3 separate regions of the Bombyx mori genome follow, and all the other regions are linked to region 2. Evidence: chromatin contacts called from public Hi-C data. All regions are on one chromosome and are shown on one strand. Each heading gives the region's core, a stretch centred on a gene start, on an enhancer-like site or on the middle of the called end of the contact. The rest is flanking DNA. Distances are from core to core; before and after follow the strand shown.

The links. Hi-C and Micro-C count contacts between places; a contact is called where the count stands out from the background.
Region 1: a Hi-C map of posterior silk gland shows a contact between it and region 2, with 3 times the contacts expected there. The contact joins two enhancer-like sites. A contact is called at or near these places in 2 of 7 Hi-C or Micro-C datasets (middle silk gland and posterior silk gland).
Region 3: a contact with region 2 is called in a Hi-C map of whole pupa, with 5 times the contacts expected there. The contact joins two enhancer-like sites. A contact is called at or near these places in 5 of 7 Hi-C or Micro-C datasets (midgut, posterior silk gland, an unstated tissue and 1 more).

Annotation. Positions count from the first base shown.
Region 1 is chr6:6,415,946-6,418,915 of ASM3026992v2, forward strand. No RefSeq gene overlaps it. Among protein-coding and RNA genes, the nearest start is that of Miriab-8, 49 kb to the left of the region's middle. Within about 2 kb of position 1,421, at least 8 of the 8 cell types and tissues checked have open chromatin away from gene starts, as enhancers often do.
Region 2 is chr6:5,982,611-5,985,710 of ASM3026992v2, forward strand. It overlaps a transcript of Ubx not described here. Among protein-coding and RNA genes, the nearest start is that of LOC119628629, 47 kb to the right of the region's middle. Within about 2 kb of position 1,606, at least 8 of the 8 cell types and tissues checked have open chromatin away from gene starts, as enhancers often do.
Region 3 is chr6:5,692,024-5,694,932 of ASM3026992v2, forward strand. The region is part of intron 1 of LOC692747 (antennapedia homologue protein); the gene reads right to left. Among protein-coding and RNA genes, the nearest start is that of LOC692747, 14 kb to the right of the region's middle. Within about 2 kb of position 1,593, at least 7 of the 8 cell types and tissues checked have open chromatin away from gene starts, as enhancers often do.

The DNA of each region.
Region 1 (2,970 bases), core at 171-2,670, 430 kb after region 2:
ATTCAAAATGGCGTTCAAATTAGTGTTTTTTAACTAAAAAAACAGGATGTTTATTCCTATCACTATAATCTCGGTGGTAACGAATCGATAAAGTTAACTGTACTAAATGTTCAGTGTTATCTAAACCTAAAATCTTAAAACTAATTAAAACTACCTACACAGTTTAATCTTGTGTTCATTATTTTCATTCTTTGTCTTTAGGTAGTTTCTTCATTATCTATTATTTGTTGTTATTAGTAATACTTTGTTATTAATGATATATTTTAAATGTGATATTCCAGTGAACTTATACCTTACTTATGCCTTTTCAAATAGGTAATGATTTACGTTCAAGCCCTAAACATGATACAACTCTATCTTGTATTTATTAAGCCATATAAGATTATTTTATGAGTATTATGTTAATATTATGTTGTATTATAAAGAAGCACAATAAACATAATGTTTAGGATTCATTAAAGTAACGTAAATTTTAGGGGGAGTAATATTCTTACGTTTTTTTAAGGAAATCCGTAGACACCATATCACATACATTGCCAGACACCTGGAGACATGAGATTCCATTGTATTACTACTGTCCTAAATTTTAATCTGAAATGCAAAAGTGCTTTGCAACAGATATGTGCACCACGTATCCTTAGCGCCATTACGAAAGCTTGTACGAAAAGGAATTAAATATCCCAAGCCGACGGTGATAGTTTTTTGTATATAATTTTCGTTTTTCGCTGACCAAGTAAGAAGGAAGCGTTTCTTCCTACTCCAAAGAAATTATGCAGAACCAAATTAAAACTATTTTATGCTGGAAATAAATCACAGTTTACTGTCTCTGAGATCGTTATTAATAGACAAACAGTTTTATGAACGCTTGACTTACCGAGCTAATAGGCGGTTCACACGCAACATAAAACAATAACCTGTACCAGTGCCACGTGTTTTGATACGGTAAAATCGCTACTGCTTCTATAAGTGTGCTATTGAATTTTTCACTTTAAATCAGTATTGTATTTAAAACAGTAACCAAGGAAAAACTGAAAAATAACCTTAACAATAAATATGTGCGTAGTATTTGATAACCGTGTGTATAATTTGGAATTTTTGTGAACGACAATAAACTAACAAGGGCTGAAATAGTAAAGGAGAATGCGTTACTTTTCTGGGACACAGCGACACCCTCTTTCCATTATAATCCCATTGGAAACAGCTGACTCCTTCATAATTTATTATATCTATGGTATCGCCATCTAGTGTTAAGCAGTGGAACTACTTGACAATTAGCGCCATCTGTTTTGTCTTCAAGGTAGCTCTGTGAGCTGCACAACTACATACGCAAATGCTTTCTTCTCGGTCTCTCTACAGAGTTATAAGCGAGATGCATGATCTGTGCAAGATGTCTTCTAAATGACCTTTTAAAATACACGATGCTGATTGGCTGGCGGAATACTGGATGAACTAGTTTCTACAGTTTTGTACCAATCATGTCGTGTCAGGCGTACGAAGAACAGTCGGCCATGCGATTTCAGGCGGGGTTTGTATAAAGAACCTCCTTTATATTCCTGACGTATGCAGTCATTTTAGTTATGGCTGATGGCGTAGGACTACGTGTATTCATGAGAAATCTGCTGATTCTGCCCTAAGGCAGTAATAAAATTTCAGAAGAATTACACCAAAATGTTTTACGATGAATAACTAATATTGTAGGCTGAGATTTAAACTTTCACATACAAATATATACAAACAACACTGTACACACTAGCACTAAAATAACACTAATACAACATAAACAATAATACATCACTAAGCATTGTCACATTGACAGCAATTTTAAAGTTGTTGTCTTGAATTCAAAAGGAAAATCAAAAATTCAGATACATAAAAACCTTATAGCCGTCGGAAGACTAAACGGCTGCAGTTATGAACACCGTTAAAATTAACGCCAATACTATTAACAAAACAACCATCCAGTCCGAAATCAAAATACAACTGAAATTGCCTTTAAAATATAGAACATAAAATCTATTGAGAATAAATTAATTATAATGTAGTTTTTTTTATGTTCAATAAACAGCCGTGAAGAAAACGTTCCGCGTGATCAACGGACATCTGAAAGACGATAGCTTTGATATGCGCTTTAAGTCTGCGGTTTTGTGAGCTTCGCTTCATTTATTCAATCCAGAGCGGTTTCAATGCGTTATAAATTAAACATACAACGATAAAACAGAGATTTGATGTATTCTAAATCGTTCTTTATTTAATTAACATAACTATCAATATGTAAAGTAAATAATGAGGTGAATCTCTGACAGAATTTCAAACGAACAAATGTTTGTCGGCGCCGAGCGGAAGGCAGATTAAGCGTTTCACGTTATATTAGAATAGAAACATTAAGATAGGTGACTTAAAAATATGTTAATTTCTGTGTTATCCTTTTCAGAAGAATAATTTACTCAAATCGATTCAATATAAAGGTCAATATGAAGCTCACATAAATAATTATGTGTAATTAAGATGTAGTTAAGATACCTACATTATGTACAACTGCTTACTTCGTCCACTTACCTAGTTTTATGAGGCCTTCGAAACCGGGGAATACAAACAAGGCTTGATTTTTTCCAAATCGGTAATAGATCTCAGATTTAACTGTATTAGAACGGTAGCTAATTTAAGTATCAAACAGATACTTATGATCCAGAAACAAAAACAAGATGCTAATACATATAGAATCGAACGACTATTAACAAGGCTTAGGTACTTAAAAACAAATGAATGAGATATTATCGGCGTCAACTAAAAGCTTACTAAGTCTTTCGCCGTAAATTTTGCACGTCAACAAATAGCACTAGTTATTAGCGATATGCCACAGCACATACTCACTGTAGAGTATACGACAATAGTATATGCCAATATTAGAACCGAAAATAAATAAAATTAAAATTGTTTAGCTTTATGTTAAGTGTGCAAAATAATGCTCGA
Region 2 (3,100 bases), core at 356-2,855:
TAGAATTACGAAAACAAAATGATTAACCAATAAAATCAAACAAGCCAACGTGTTATATTTTAAAGACACGATGATCTCTACAACCCATAAAAGTCTTTCAAGTTTACGAAATTAATTTAAGGTGCCACTAAAGACTCGAGATTACTAAACAATCAGTGGCGGGAGGTGTTAAACGATCGTAAACGTCAACTTAACGATTTGTACGCTCGTAAATTTGTCGTAAAACAAATATGTATGTAATTGTAAACTTGAAAATTTTCGGCTTCTGTTTATATCGATAATTGATTTTTTTTATATAATCATGAATCTTGATATGATTAATTAAATAATGAGTGTTTTTTTTTAATTGCCATAATTACCCTGTAGGTAATTTTTTTTATTGCTCTTGTAGGCAGACCAGCATACGGCCCACCTGATGGTAAGTGGTTGCCGTCGCCCATGGACTTCAGCAATGCCAGGAGCAGGCCAAGACGCTGCCTATCGAATCACTATTGCCTAATTATTATTTTGGTAATGAATTTGTATGTAATACTTTTCTTTTGTTTTTGTTTAAGCGTTCTGTTATTTAAAATACCCGTAATACCTTAAAACGTCCTAAAACATATCGAAAGTATTTTTTTTTTTATTGAAAACAGATATTGAATTATTAGAGCACAGAAGAAATTAGGTAAAAAATGCGCACACGCAGCTGAATAGTGCCATCTGCCGCTGAGTAGTGAAACTCTTACACGTAAGTATGGCGCAACTTTGTTTGCAAAAATTAAATACTATAGTCTGCTTCTTTTAAGTAAGAGAAATTAGATGTGAAAAAACCTAAAGAATTTTCAACAAATTTTAAGAACAAATTAGCTGGAAAATTAAAATTAATCTAACCCTAAGTGTTAACCTTGCCTACCTATTAATATTTATAGCAAGATTAACAAACACCATTAGATTTGATTTACAGTATTTTAAAATAATTTTTAAATTTTCAGACCCAAATATTCAAATAAACGAATGCGAGAAATTCAAAAAGTCGGCCTCAAGATGGTGAGGGCCATTACCACACTAGTTGATTCACTTTAATTACAGTAAGCATTATTAATTAATTACTTATTAATTTTAAATAGTGAACAGCACTTAGAAAAGTAAAATGAAAAATACGGCATATTGAAAGATAAAACAAATATTTATGTTTCAAGTTGCATTATTATATATTCAATCGAATGCGCCTTGTGCCTTGCTCAGTAGACAGAGTGTCGTCCATCTGAATCTTTATAGTCTCTCAAACCGTCACTTGATCTTATAAAGTTATTTGTCCCATAAAATAACAGCTGATCGCCATGATTACGCGTAATACGAGCAAACTCATAATTTTACAGCCAATTTACAAACAATAAAAGTCGTACTCTTGTCTTACACGCCCAACCCCCGGATATCTCCATATTCGACCGACGAAGGTCATAACTCGTAACTTTTATAACCCAATAAAACCATAAACCTCCGGGCTTGGGAACTCGAGTTGTCAAGTCATGCCTTACGTTATAGATGTCGCTTATTGCGTGTGACGCCATCTGTGAGCGAATACCTGAATCTCTTTATGAGCCATTTGAGATCATCACATCGTAAACTTGATGTTTTATTACTTCGTTTGAGGCCGCTAGTGCTGCATTTTCAACTGTTCTTTCAATGTTTACTATTAGACCTTTTCACCTCAACTTCGTCATACTATTCAAAATAGAAATAATAAAATACATTTAAATAAGGTTGGATATACGTGTAGTTCCTTGAGATTAATTAAAGTAAAAATTAATAAATGTACAGGAATGAAAAATAAGAAAATTACCCTAAGGCTTTAAATAATTTACAGTGCTATAAAACATACCATCTGTAAATTGCATCATAAACAACCCGATTTGTTAGTCAACCTTCAGTCTAACAAGAAATATTTCCCTCGCTTTTTTCAATAAGTGCCGTGCCATTTTTTTTGTGACGTTACTAAACTTTTATTACAGCGCCATCTACACAAAACTGGATGAACTGTTTCGATTGTAAGGCTTGTGATGATTTTTAAAATCATTTTGAATATTATGTATTCTTAAAAATCTTCCTTCGTGATTAATATAAATATATTATATGCTCTAAATACAGTTTGGTTTTAAGAAAAAATGTTGGGTGCTACGTTCAAAATCCGGAATCAAAATATCACAGACCGTAGAAATGTCAACTTTTCACGACAATAGATGACGCTACTTGATTTCTAAAGTTCAAGATTCTTTACAATTCGTACTGTCAGATTAATTATTAAACTTAGTTAAAACGGAAATCGCTAGACTTCCGCTTATACGATCGACGGCCTACAAGATTTTGATTAAATTTATTAAAATTAATTTAAAAATGTTTTGCTGCTTATTAACTCACTAGCGACCCGCCCTCGCTTCGCTTCGGAAACGTTAAAACACACATGAAACAAAAAAAAAAAAATATTTTTATTTTTTTTAAAAGTAGCCTATGTTCATCAGGGACAATGTCGGCTTCTAATGGAAAAAGAATTTTTCAAATCGGTCCAGTAGTTTCGGAGCCTATTCGAAACAAACAAACAAACAAATCTTTCCTCTTTATAATATTAGTATAGATATTAGTATAGATAAATGTGATAGACAATAGTAAAAATTACCTACATTTTTATAATTCATAAATTAAGTCGTAAGGTCAATCCGAATATATCCGAATCAAGTGTCCTACCAATAGACTTACGACCTATTGGTTCTTAATCCACTTACATAATTAGAAGCAGACTATAAAGTACCAACTATAACTAAATATTACGTATTTATGACCAATATTGGGCCTTGAAAACGCAAAGGATGAAAATGCGCACAAAGATACCTTAGAACCTCAATTACATAAGTAGGCATAAGCTATTTTTTATGTAAATAAAATGTAATAAATACGATGTGTCATTTACTAACACTATTTATTTATTTAATTAGTTCGTTAAGCATACCGCGTTAGTTTTAAATATTAACAGAATCTACTGATTTTCTGATTTTAAAAGTGCTAAGTTCTCTAATCACATAAATAACGGACCTTGCTTAAGAGTCCTTCGTTTTGGGGACGC
Region 3 (2,909 bases), core at 343-2,842, 290 kb before region 2:
CTTAGAACCCCATCAATAAAGATTTGTAATACTTTTAAAATAGTGAAGCGATTTACGTGAAAAACGAAAATTTCAAAATTTTGAGTTAGAGTAGTGTTCATTGGAGGCATCGATTTGAATTATTTTCAGGTAAACACATAAATCGTTATTTACACATAAATTAAATTGCTAAATACCTTCACGCACTATTAATTTAGACGCTGTCAAAACTGACAAGGGTTAAGCTATGCGATTAAGGAATTATATAAAATTTAACAGAAATACGCAGCTATCTATCTACCTTGTTAAATTAATAACTTTCTGCAATTCATGCTTACTACAGTTTTGAAGATAATCCCAACACATGTGTCATAGTCCTTTCTTCAGACTCCAAGGAATCATCATTCCTGGAAATCCCTGAAAACGAGTAAATTTTTCAACTACTTAATGTTCAACTGAAAAATAAATGAGCGAAACAGCAAATTTCGAGAGCTGGCTTCTTTTTTAAGGTTAGCGACATTATATAGTTAATGGGTATGTACGGCTGGTATGCATGTAATAAGTAAGTAACTAGGTATTATCTACACATAAAAAAAATTAAGACCATCCTAAGCATTTCATTTTATGCTACATCCTCAACATGTCTACAGTAAGTAGCAAAACGATTATCTCCAACTTTGGACAATCTTTTGAAGACAGTTAATAAATTTTACCCAAATTAAGTTGCCTCACAAAACTTGTTTTGAATACAGCACCATCTACCGCAGTACCTTTGAACTAAATTACTTATTTGTTTGATTTTTTAACTTGAAAGTCCTGACCTCTATTGGTGAGTAGTATATTCCATTCTTTTGTTGACAAGAAATAAATATTTTTACTTTTCAATAATAGATGGCAAAGTCTAAATCTTATTTCGTAAAATCAGAATGATTTTCATAATTCATTGCTGTAAATGATTTAAAATTGTAAGAAACTTCTCCGGAGATTTCTTAATCGGGCATTTTGTTTAATGGTTTTGTCAATTTTTAATCGAGAATAACGTAATTGTTATTACCTAAAGTATTATGTCACCTTACGGTTAGAAGGAAAGGAAAAAATGTCTATTTAATACAGTTATGTTCTTATGAAAACAACAAGTGTAACCCGAATAGTATAATAATTCATAGTTGTAGAAGTAATTTTTTTTACTTTTCTTTTGTTTTGAAACACCTGCGACCACTGTCATGACCTTCTTATTGTTAATTTATACGGTATGTCTGAGCATTGCTCAGCTATTTACATAACCTATTATCCAATATTACTAATTGAATTATAAATTAACAAGCTAGATAATTAAAAAAATGGATTAGACTTAAAACCAAAAGAGTATTTGTTTAAAAAAAAAAGCAATTCTAAAGAAATTCAAATGTAGATTCTCGTAGAAACACTGGCTGGTTAGAAGACAAAAAACTCTATCGATAGGCATAGATCGAGGAAAGCGTCCATAGATACTTTTTGCGAGATTTTTTCGACGTTATTATTATGAGAAAAAAATTGCAAAGTCAGTAGAGCGGAACGTGGGGTGGGGGCATGACGAGGGTTCCCCGGTTTGATTGAAGCGAAGAGGTGGGGGGCGGGGCGGTGACGTCACGCTCCTATAATGGGCCGTGGCATGCAGTGATGGCCGCCGTTTATCAACAATAAGTGTTAGCTCTTTGCACTTGGACTATTTTCATGATTATTGATGCGATGTTAAAAGATTCAGATACATATTCTGGGAAGTTTCCGTTTCGGCTTATGATCCATTTAAATTTAGTTAATCATTTACGTTAAAAAGTTTATAAAGCATCCAATAAATTAGTAAGTAGGTAATTAGTTAATGAGTCTGATAAATTATTATAGTATGTAGTGTACTTTACGAGCAATTTCGTCTTTACGAAATTTCTTTTTAGAGTCGCAGTATTTTAAATGTACCTATATATATATATATATATATATATAAAAATAAATTGCTGTTCGTTAGTTTCGCTAAAACTCGAGAACGGCTGGACCGATTTGGCTAATTTTGGTCTTGAATTATTTGTGAAAGTCCAGAGAAGGTTTGGAAGGTAGATAAATATGAAAATGCTCAGAATTAAATAAAAATAACAATTTTGTTTATCCTTTGACGTGTCCCCCGCCGGACGGATTCCTTTTGTTTGTTTTAAGTTTATTTTTATACAAAAGTTTAGGTCTTTTATTTATCGATTGAGGCACTACGAAGTCTGCCGGGTCAGCTAGTTTTAAATAAATTTAGGATTTCTTTGCCCGATATTCTTCAATATATTCCCTAAAAAAATACACTCAGCGCGTTTATTTTTTTCGCAGGTACCACAGCAACGGCCGAGCCGGCGGTTTTCTAGCAAACATAAAATCGATTAATTCAAGCTTTCGAAATTCGATGGAATACCCGAGATTTAATCGGGTACACACGATTACAAATGTAATTATTAAGGTGGAAACGTTGGTAACATTACAAAAATCGTGTAGCCGTTGCGTGCGGCGGGGCGGATCGGTTCGCGTGATGTTGCGCCGTTACTGCCGCCTCGCGAGCACATCACTAGCAACGCCTATTGCTAGATGGTTGGTTGTTAGAATAGCTATTTTTTTTCCACAACCATTGCAGATTACCATAGCAACGCCTATTCGTTTTGTATTAACTAAGACTCGGTGTAATCTTCGCGTTAATTTGCAATATGTACCTAATGCATAGCTAGATAATGTCATTTGTTTTTTTTTTTGAAACTATTTTCTAAGCGTTTGTTTATTACGAAACAGGAATGTTGTTATTACGAAACATTTTTATACCATTGTAATTTTGTTTCATTTATAAGTCGGCAGGGCATAAAACTTAAAAGTTAGGATGCCAAAAATTATTGGTCAAAAGCTATATATGAATAGCAATTTCTTAG